2 separate regions of the Mus musculus genome follow, and region 1 is linked to region 2. A link is a contact called in public promoter capture Hi-C data. All regions are on one chromosome and are shown on one strand. The core of a region is the stretch at or near the end of the contact, and the rest is flanking DNA. Distances in the headings are between cores, read along the strand shown. Region 1 holds the start of Ctsb (cathepsin B). Region 2 holds the start of Mipep (mitochondrial intermediate peptidase).

Region 1 (4,753 bases), core at 1,151-3,650, 2.3 Mb before region 2:
TTGCTAGGTGGTGGCCCACGGTTTTAATCCCAGTTAATCCCAGCACGGGGGAGGCAGAGGCAGATTTATCTCTGAGTTTGTGTACCCCATCATGCCCCGGCCATCCTGGTCTACATAGCCAGTTAGTTCCAGGCTAGCCACAACTACTACACACCCCTGTTCTCAAAATAAATAAATAAACAAATAAATAAATAAATAAATAAATAAAATAAAATAAAAATATGGCCTAACCCAGGAGCATTAGCTATTGTTTGTAACCCTAGCATTCAGGAGGTTGAGGCAAAACTGTCCTACAGTAGGGTAAAACCTGCCTCAAAAAACTGAGAGGGCTAGCGGAGGGAGGAGACTGGTTAAAGCTGGCTGGGTATGATAGAGTGGCAGACTGCATGATTAGGATGCACGAGGCTCTGGGTTGGATATCAGTGCGAGGGAGGCAGAACTCCACCCCTAGAACTTCCACCATGTTCAGTGCTGGGTGGAAAATAAGCAACAAAAGGACTCCAGATTGATCCTTCTCCCACCCTTCCGTAGGCAGCTCCTGCAGAGTACCAGAGCAGGGATATGTTAACTAAGCAAAGGCAATAGAGACCTTTGTACACCTCACCTTACCTAGAGGCCCCACCACAACCCTTCACACCAATCATACTCAAGTTCCTGGTTTCCCTTTTGATTTTCAAAAGTTCTACTGCATAGAGTTCCACCTCACACATAGCTAATATTTTCCTTACATCAGTACATCAAAAGTCAGTGGCCAACCGGAGACTCCTATATCTAAAGGTTTCTACCCATACCATAAAAGGGCCGTAGCCTAGAATGCTGAGCCAGCACCTCCAGGGAACAGTTTCAACCTGGAGCCAAGAGCGCCAACCCTCCACTGCCTGACTAGTCTGAAAACATTTAGGCCAACGTCAAGGGGAATGCTGGAAATCTCTGCTGGCACCTGGGCTGGTGAAGCACAGGCGTGGGCCCGGCTCGCCCCACCCCACTAGCAGTCCCGTAGGCCTGGGTCACGTGGCTTTAAAGGAGCAGAGGTCATTTTCCTCCACCTTCTTTTAAGCATGAGTTTTTTTTTTTTTTAAGGAAGGAAGGAGGGATTAAGAAATGAAACCGTTTCCCTCTGTAGTCCCACTGTTGTGGAATCCATTACATAGCCCAGGCTGGTTTCCAATGCACAGCGATTCTCCTGCCTCAGCCTTCCAAGTGCCGTGATTGCCTTGCTCTGGTATGGCTCTGGGGACTCTGGAGTTTTAGGTCACCATGGCCAGAGCCTATGGGAAACAACTGTCCCCTGAACGGCTTCGAACAAAGATGACACCTTCACCAACATTTTGCAAATGCTACTCTGAATCCGGGGACTGCAGACCATACCTCCACAGCAGTCCCTCACAGGAAGCACCTGGAGATCAGTCTTCCCGAGACACTAAAAGGAGTTAAACTTCCCTTTCAATCCCACAATTTATCTCCCTTCCCAAACACGTGAGGGGATCTGGTTAGGTGGAGGTAAGGTGCGGATGGGTTTTAGTCCTTTACTCTTGGGCCCTAGGGGACCAAGTCCAATTTACCTATCTCTTGGTCCGCACGCCCAGCACTCTGGGAGAGGATGCTATCTCTCCCGGCTAGCAGGGCCCTGACTGAAGGAGGCTGTCCTGCAAGTACCTTTCCTCCATCACATTGGCCATTCCCCTCCAGAGAAAGGTTCTGGGAGAGCCCCTATCCTTTAGCTCTGCTTCTCTTCCTGTTTCTCGGTTTAACTCTTCGTGCAGGTTCCACCCCAGCCACCCACTACCAGGTTCCCATTCTCAATAGAACAGGTCTTTTAGGGTGCCAGGCACTGCGTGGGTTTGTGTGTGGAAAAGTTCCCGGGGCAGATTCTTTAGAATAAGCCACAAACCTGCACTAGATGCAGGTCGATACTCGCCCTGAGCACCCCTGAGACTTGCAATCTGCGAGCTGGAAGGGCCAGAGCTGAACCCTTCCCTTTAAGCTCCTCCCTCGGAGCTCCCCGAAGTCCCCACCTCCGCCCTTGAAGTGCGCCAAGGCCACTGGAAAGAAGCCGATCACCGCGGGGTCACCAGGCTCGGCCCTAAAGCGTGAAAGCTGGAGCTCTGCCGGTCTAGCCTGCGGGAGCCTAAGACCGCGATCCGCCAGGGCGAGCAGCATCTAGGGCCGCGGAGGAACCGCGCCTGCGCCCTGGGCAAGTGAAGGGCCTGTCTCCACCACCGCTGCTCAGCCCGCTCCCCCGACCCCAGCCAAAGTGACTTCCGCCATGGAGCCACTGTGCCCCGGGCAAACTCACCGAGCGCAGCGCGACAGCCTGGGCCTGCAGCCACCAAGCCAAACGGAGCCGCTCCTGGCCTCTCCCGTGCACTCCTAAGTACCCGCGCAGCTCCGCCCTCCGCTGGGGGCTGATTCGTCACGTGATGCTTGACCGCGCCCCCGCCCCTGCCGGCCCCTCCCCCTTCATCCCGGGACTCTGCAAGCTGTGTTAAACCCAAAAGAAACTGGTGGTTTGTCTGCTCTCTTTCCATTTCGCACAGAGATGCTCTCCAGGGACCTCTGCAGGTACCCTGCACTGGGAAGATACAACATCTTCGTGACATGCATTCCTCGGGAAGGCCCCGCTGGCTCGGGGACCTGGAAATGTCTGGAGGAGCCTCCTGGCCTTATATTCTGAAGCTCAGACTATAATGGCGTAGAAATACTCAAACCAAGGGAAGCAACCAAAAACTAGAACTGGGCTGGGATTGTAGCCCAGAAGTAGAGCTCTTACTTACCAAGCCCAAGGCCCTGGGTTCGATCCCTAGTTTAAAAAGAAAGAGAGAAACCAAAACCCCATGAATTTTGTCCAAGGCATGTTATGAAATTCAGAACTCCTGCCAGGCCATATGAACCTCCCCCCATCTTGTGTGGTAAGCTAGCCAGTGAGAAGCTGGCTGACCTAGTTGATCTGACAGGTCATAGCATACCCCCACCCCCACCCCAGGGTCGAGCACCCTCAGATCTCTCCAATCCTTAGGTCTATCCTGTAATATAGGAATGGCCTCATGTCAGCATGGTATCTTGTAGCCAGGCTTGTGACGATAAGAAAGGTTTGGATCTAGTGGATTCCAAGGTTCTATTGGTAGGCTCCCAGTTAAGGACAGGAGTGGAAGTGTAGTTACTGAACCCCAGTTAAGTGGAATACAGGAAGAACTCAGAAAACTTGCGGAAAGGCAGGTCCATGGCCATCTGTCCAAGGCCAGCTGTCCCAGCTGCTGACAACAGGTAGAAACTGGCTGCTTATTTTAGGGTAAAAAGTCCAAACAAAAATGAGCAGCCTTTCTTGGCTAAAAGCCCAAAATGTCCTCTGACATGCCCAGAGCCTGGCCCTTGGCAGGAGCTAGAGATGTTTAAGTGTCTAAGCCAAAAGTGTCTCTGGCTGCCAGGAAGGGGGTCTTCAAGTCTTTTCCACAAAGGAGTGACCTTTCCTGGAAGCCATACTGAGGCTGTGACCCAAACTGAAATGACTTCAACACCTGGAATGAAAACTGGACTGACCAGCTAGCTCAACCTTCTTCCTGCCTCCATCCCACTAAAGGCTACAGTCCTATTAACCCCCAGGCTTTGGGGGGCTCCAGGATGGGATCCGACTCCCTCCAGGGACCCCACGGGCTGCTCAAGACCTTTGCCTTCTTTCTCTCCCTTCAGCTCCCTACAGTCCTTCCCACCTTCCTAAAACTCACCTTCTGTGGTCCATGAATTTCCTTCCTCAAAACTGAGAGACAAGAACCCAGAAGTACCTGGCTTGGGCTGACTTCAGTGGTGCTGAAAAAGGCTTCATTTTAAAATGTTAGAATATTCCCATATCACTGCCTGCTCACCCCAGCCTGTCCAGACAGCTGCAGAGTCCAGCCTGCACATCAGTGTTTCATAGATCATCTTCCCCCTGGACACATAGACCGTAGTAAATCCTTCCTTTATAGCGCCTCAGATGAGCTGAGGGCTACACATGCATTATCACAGTGTGTTAATAAAGGAGAGGCTTCTGAAGCGAAACAATGATAAGCAGTCACATGTGAGATAAACCCGTAGTCCTAACACTTGGGAAATTTGGGGGCTATAGGGTCAATCTGAGCTACACAGCACATTCAAATCCAACCTGGGCTACAGGAGACCCTGTCTCAAATGACCAACATACAGGGCTGTGAATATAGTTCAACTGGTAGAGTTATCCTGACTTGTATGCTTAGAGTTCTGGGTTCCATCCCTAGCCCTCCATAAACCTGGCATCGTGGTTCTCACTATGAGATGGAAGCAGAAAGGTCAAAGTTCAAGACCGCAGCATCAGTTTGATGGCTCAGCTGGCAAAAGTGCTTCCTACACAGCCCAATGACCTATACCACTTTGATCCCTGGAAACCACAGTAGAAGGAGAGAACACATTCCAAAAAAGTTGTCCTCTAATACTCATGCCATAGCTCACGCACCCCTCAACTCTCTCTCCCTCTCCATCTCTCTCTCTCTCTCTAATAATAATAATAATAATAATAATAATAATAATAATAATTTTAGAAGCTCAAAGCTATCCATATCTCCCTAGTGATTTGTGGCCAGCATGGGTTACAAGAGACTGCATATCAAATAAATAACCAAATAACCAAATGAATACGACCAGAGTAGACTCTTCTGGAGAGTCCGTCTGTGGGAAACTTTAGGAGGAAGCTATCCCAGCATACTTAAATCCCTTCATGCACACTTTGAGTCCTCCGCCTCCT
Region 2 (5,120 bases), core at 2,171-4,670:
AGGCCTGGTGACCTAAATTTCACCATCGATCCTACAAGGAGAGGCTCCTGAGAGTTCTCCCACGACCCCATGCCTGCACTCATACACACACATCATGGCATGCACTCTCTTGCACACACATACATGCATACACACACACACACCCCTATGGTTTGCATGCATCTACACACACATCCATGGCATTGACACTCCTGCACTCACACACATGGGATGCACACTCCTGCTCGATCTCTCTCGATCTCTCTCAATCTCTCTCTCTCTCTCACACACACACACACACACACACACACACACCCATGGCATGCATGTTCCTGCACCCTCACACACAGACACACACACAGAGACACACACACACACACACACACACACACGGCATGCATGTTCCTGCACCCTCACACACAGACACACACACACATACAGACACCACACATATACACACACACACACACACACACACACACACGGCATGCACGCTCCTGCACCCTTACACACCCTTGTTTTCCATTCTAAATCTCACCAAGTCAGCCACTCTGCACAGGCAATCCGAGAGTTCGTCAAAAATGAGGACTGTCTGTGGCCCTGGGGGTGTGGAACATGCTCGCTCTACCAGCCACTCCGTCTTCTTCAAGGCTTCCTCTTGGGCAACTTGGAATCCTTCAGGGGTGCTGAGCTCAGGAACTCCAAAAAGACCCTAAAAGTACAAAACAGCATGTCTAACCGATAGCCAGAAGCACAGTTTTGTCTGTCTGTTTCACTCCCTAGAACTACTTTTGTGCAAAGCCCTGATTTTGGCGACCACCCACATCTATGCTCATGGGAACAGTGTCACTATTTCTCTGTCATGCTACACAAAATAACCCTAAAATGTTTTGAAACTATATGTCTCCTTCAAGCTTTCCCTACTTTTCAAAAGTAAATGAATGGTGTGGGTTCAGCTGTCATCACCATGTCTCCGTGAGAAAAAGGCTGGGAAGACTAAATGAAGATTCAAAAGTTCAACAAAATTTCTAACAGTGCCCGGCACACAGACAGCACTTAACAGATGTTAATGACAGCTATAATTAGTTCACAACCTTGGTCACTTGATCATTCCTCCCGGGCTTCAGTTTTCTCATCAAGTATCTGAGGCTGGCAGTATACCTGTCAGCACAGAAACATACTAAAGCAGACAGTATGTATGAGTGCCTCACATACAGCGAGGTCTCCACACATAATACCAACCCACAATACCAATAACCCACAAGGAGACGTAACATACCAAACCCAGTCACTGGCTGAAACTAAGGAACTCCAGTATTTTAATAAAGAAAAATAAAATCACTAATCTAATGCGAATGACCATCTTTGAACAGCAGCTGGAGCACCAATCCTGGCGCCCTGAGAAAGCTGATGCTTAATATAACGCAGGCCAAAGTGTGCCATGTACTTTACACAGATTCTCTCAGCTAAATCACACAGTTCTAGAACCGGGAGTACATTCCCCTTTTACGGATATGGAAATACGCTTTAAAATTCTTTTTGTTTCCTGTGACTGAGTCTGGAACTTCAGATCTTCTCATCTATGCATCCCAAGTCCTAAAAGCCAGGCATATGGACATACAGGCACCTATACACACAAACAAACAAAAACATAATTAAAAACAACTTGGGAAGAAGGGCTGGAGAGATGGCCCAGTGGTTACTGCTCTTGCAGAGGACCGGGGTTCTATTCCCAGCATCTTATATGGTAGTTTACCACCTGTTTACAACTTCAGTTGCAGGGGATAGAACACCCTCTTTTCGCCTGCACGGACACTGCGCATGTGGTGAATTTACATATATTTGGGCAAAACACATAAAATAAAAAAATAAAAAAAGCTTGAAAGTCAAATGTTTGTGGCATGCAACTATAATCCCAGCAGTCCTCCTACATCAAGATAGAAACAAGAAAACAGCCCAGAAGCTCAAGAACCAAATAGGAGCAGGAACGATAACCTGAGTATTCAGTCCAATAGCAAAACCAAGAGAGACTCCACCTCCAAAAGGTTGAAGGTTACAGATCCGGAAAGGCTGTCCTCTGGCCTGCGCCTTCCAGACCTGCATGCATTCACACACACACACACACACACACACACACACACTAAACAATGGTTTAAAATACAGGTGAAATCAGTTCTATTTCATCCACCCAAAACCAAGCTTATCTTTCTGCTAAAAGGCACTTCCAACACCAACTCCACTAATACCAGCATCATCGACCTTTATGGGTTTTGGAGGAAAATTTATATAATAAGAAAGAACTTTCAAATAGACAAAGTTAAACACAGAGATATGCCATGAAGTACAATGAAGCTATATCCCAGACTTGTCTTTAGAAAGCTGCCCAACAGTGAAAAGATAAAAAAATAAAAAAACACTTTTAGAACCCACCTGGGGGTTCATATATCAGATGTTTATAATTCATAACAGTAGCACAATTAGTTGTGAAATAGCAACAAAATAATCTTATGGTTTGAGGTCACCGCATCGGGAGGAACTGTATTAAAGAGTCACAGCATTAGAAGGGTTGAAAAATCATTGTTTTAGGACAAAAATCTTTCCTCAGTCTTCCTGCCTTTTCCTCATTCATTATCAAGTGTCCAACACCACCAAGGGCAGAGTAGAAATAGCCAAGCAATTCTGATGACTTCGTAGGCTATGCAATAAACTACAAAGCACGACAGGAAATCTGATTTTTCTCAGTAGGGTTCTGTAGGTGCTTTCTGTTTTACCGCCGGTTCTTAAGCAACTCAGGCTAGTCTCAAAGTCAGTTCGGAGCCCAAAGGACTGTCTTTTGTACCCTCTTGCCTCTACCTATCAAGACTGTCTTACAAGAGCCACTATGCCTAGTTTAACAGGTTGTTTCAGAGCAGCCTGAAGTGGACAATTAAGGTGTGATGGAGTTTTCAAAGCAAGAGTGTCGTTACAAAGCCAAGGGCAAATGTGAACTCTGAAGCCAGAAGGAAAAGAATGGAGCTTGAGTAGAGGAAAGGCTGAGTTGCCGCTGGGTCAGCCGCTCCGGGGTGCGCTTATCCCGGCACAGTCCCTTTTCAGCCAGACGCGGAGCCCGCGCTGCCCAGACCCACGGCACGCTCACCCGGCGCTCCCCCAACAGGTTCCATAGGTGGCTCTGGGGCTTGACGTTGAAGGCGGCGCCCACCGGGGACCAGCTAGTACTGACGTCCCGGGCGCAGCTCCGGCCTGTGCGTCCCTGCAGAGCCGCCGCGGCTCCCCGGCCGCACAGCCGGCGGGCGTACCGTGCCCCGGCCGCCAGCAGCATCCTCCGGACCCCGGCTCTGCCAGGCTCGGGAAGCGCGCGCCCCGCGTTTCCAAGGCAGCAGCCCACGCCGCGGAACTCGCAGGGCAGACCCGGACTTGAGCACGCTAACAATCGTTAGGAAGAGCGTCGCCCTCCACGCCTTCTGAGCAGCTCCAGTTTCGTAGCGCCCTCGTGTGTCTGGAGGAAGAAACGTCCTGGATTTGAGTTTGACAGTGGTACTAGGGCACAGGGAGAAGGAAGTCGGGTCAGGCATTGGAACTTTTTACAGGTGCCAGGAATGAATGTGAGAACTCAAGATGCTTTCTTGATGCTTTCTTGATTCTCAGAGGAGACTCAATGGCGGCGCGTGAAAGGATCCAGAAGAAACCACAAGCAGTCGAAATCCAAGGCACCTGTCTTCTCCAAAAGTTGTTGAAGTCACTTCCATGTCTGCATGCCCACCAGCTATGGTTGTGTATAGCCATGTGAATTAACTATTGGAGAATTATCATCTATTTTGACTTTGGAAACTATTGATACGGTCTAAGGGTTTTGGAATGATATAGTCTAGGAGTCTTGGTCAGGTTTGTTGTTTCTGCCAGCCGAAGAATTAAAAGGCAGGAAAAATCTGAAGACCAGCATGGAGCAGCAGAGAAATCTTAAGCATCGTGGACAGAATTAGGAGTAGAAGGAAGGTGAGTGAGGTGTGTGTTTCCTGCAACAGGCACACAGAAAAAGACTCTCTGCAAAGGGGACTCAGAAAGCTGGAGAGAGAGAAAAAGAGGGAGAGAGAGAGAGAGAGACTCCTCTCAGGGGCTGGGTTTATTATTATTATTATTATTATTATTATTATTATTATTATTTTAAGCCTCTGCAGAGCCTTCTGCTCCTAATTTAGGGCTGGAGAGTTTGAAGAAATCTAGGGTGGTTGGTTGGCCCAGAACTGTTGTGTGACATGTCCTGACCCAGTCTTGACTTCATTGAGCAGGTCCATCAGCAATGGGGTCTGGTGGTGGGAGAGGAAAACGGTAGGTTGAGGAAGAAGCTGGGCATCTTGGAGATTCACCACCATCATCACCTAGCCATGGTCCCCCCCCCCCTTTCTCTCTGCCTGCCCACCAGGGAGTCGATCTAACTCCCAGTGTCTCATCACGATAGTCTAAAATCTAAATCAGTACAGACAGGACTAATGTGAAATGTCCTACTGCGAAAATGAAAGGAAGGCAGAGGCTGGGAGGGAGGGCATTGGGAAATTGTGGTCGAGTGCCCGGGAAAGTAGAAATGACAGTGCAGACTTGGGAAAGCTTGGGGAAGTCTTTCTACACCCCTAGCCTTCTCCAGAGGAAGGACAGCCACACCACCGTGGTTCAGGGTGTAGGGTCCTGCCGGAAGCAGAGCTTTCTTTTGAAGGTGCAGTCATCTCTCCTGCAGAAGGTGACGTGAGGGGTGGCAGTCATATCTGCTTTATAGACCTTGGTAGGGGAGAAATGAACATTTTGAAGGTTTTGTGTGTGTTTGACTGGTTTGCAGACAGGCTCTCACTCCGTGTTCCAGGCTGTAACTCACCATGTATCCCAGTCTGAGCTCAAACTGGCAGTCTTGCCTCAGCATCCTCCTGGGTGCTGGGATTCCAGGCAGGAGCCACCATGCCTAGAAGGAAGGGTTTCATTATGAGAAATTCGATTTTTCCTTGAGAGATTGTTCTGGGTAGAAGGGGGGGGGCAGTAGACAGAAAAGGGACTGTGGTATCCCAGCCTTTGGGAGGTGGGGTTGAGAGGACACAGAGAGAGAGGCGGGGGGGGGGGGGGGGGGGGAGGGAGGGAAAAAAAAAAAAAGGCGGGGG

Evidence for each region. Capture Hi-C pulls out chosen DNA fragments and counts their contacts.
Region 1: a contact with region 2 is called in a promoter capture Hi-C map of adipose tissue, with 2.9 times the contacts expected there. The contact joins the promoter of Ctsb here to the promoter of Mipep in region 2. A contact is called at or near these places in 2 of 9 other capture datasets (adipose tissue and liver).

Annotation. Positions count from the first base shown.
Region 1 is chr14:63,120,109-63,124,861 of GRCm38.p6, reverse strand. Ctsb (cathepsin B) reads right to left here and starts at 2,400. Exons shown (of 10, transcript NM_007798.3): 1 at 2,297-2,400.
Region 2 is chr14:60,782,866-60,787,985 of GRCm38.p6, reverse strand. It overlaps Mipep (mitochondrial intermediate peptidase), which reads right to left and starts at 3,420. Exons shown (of 19, transcript NM_027436.3): 1 at 3,116-3,420; 2 at 518-691. The coding sequence starts at 3,298. It overlaps Mipepos (a long non-coding RNA gene), which reads left to right and starts at 3,437. Exons shown (of 3, transcript XR_001781278.2): 1 at 3,437-3,513; 2 at 3,625-3,972.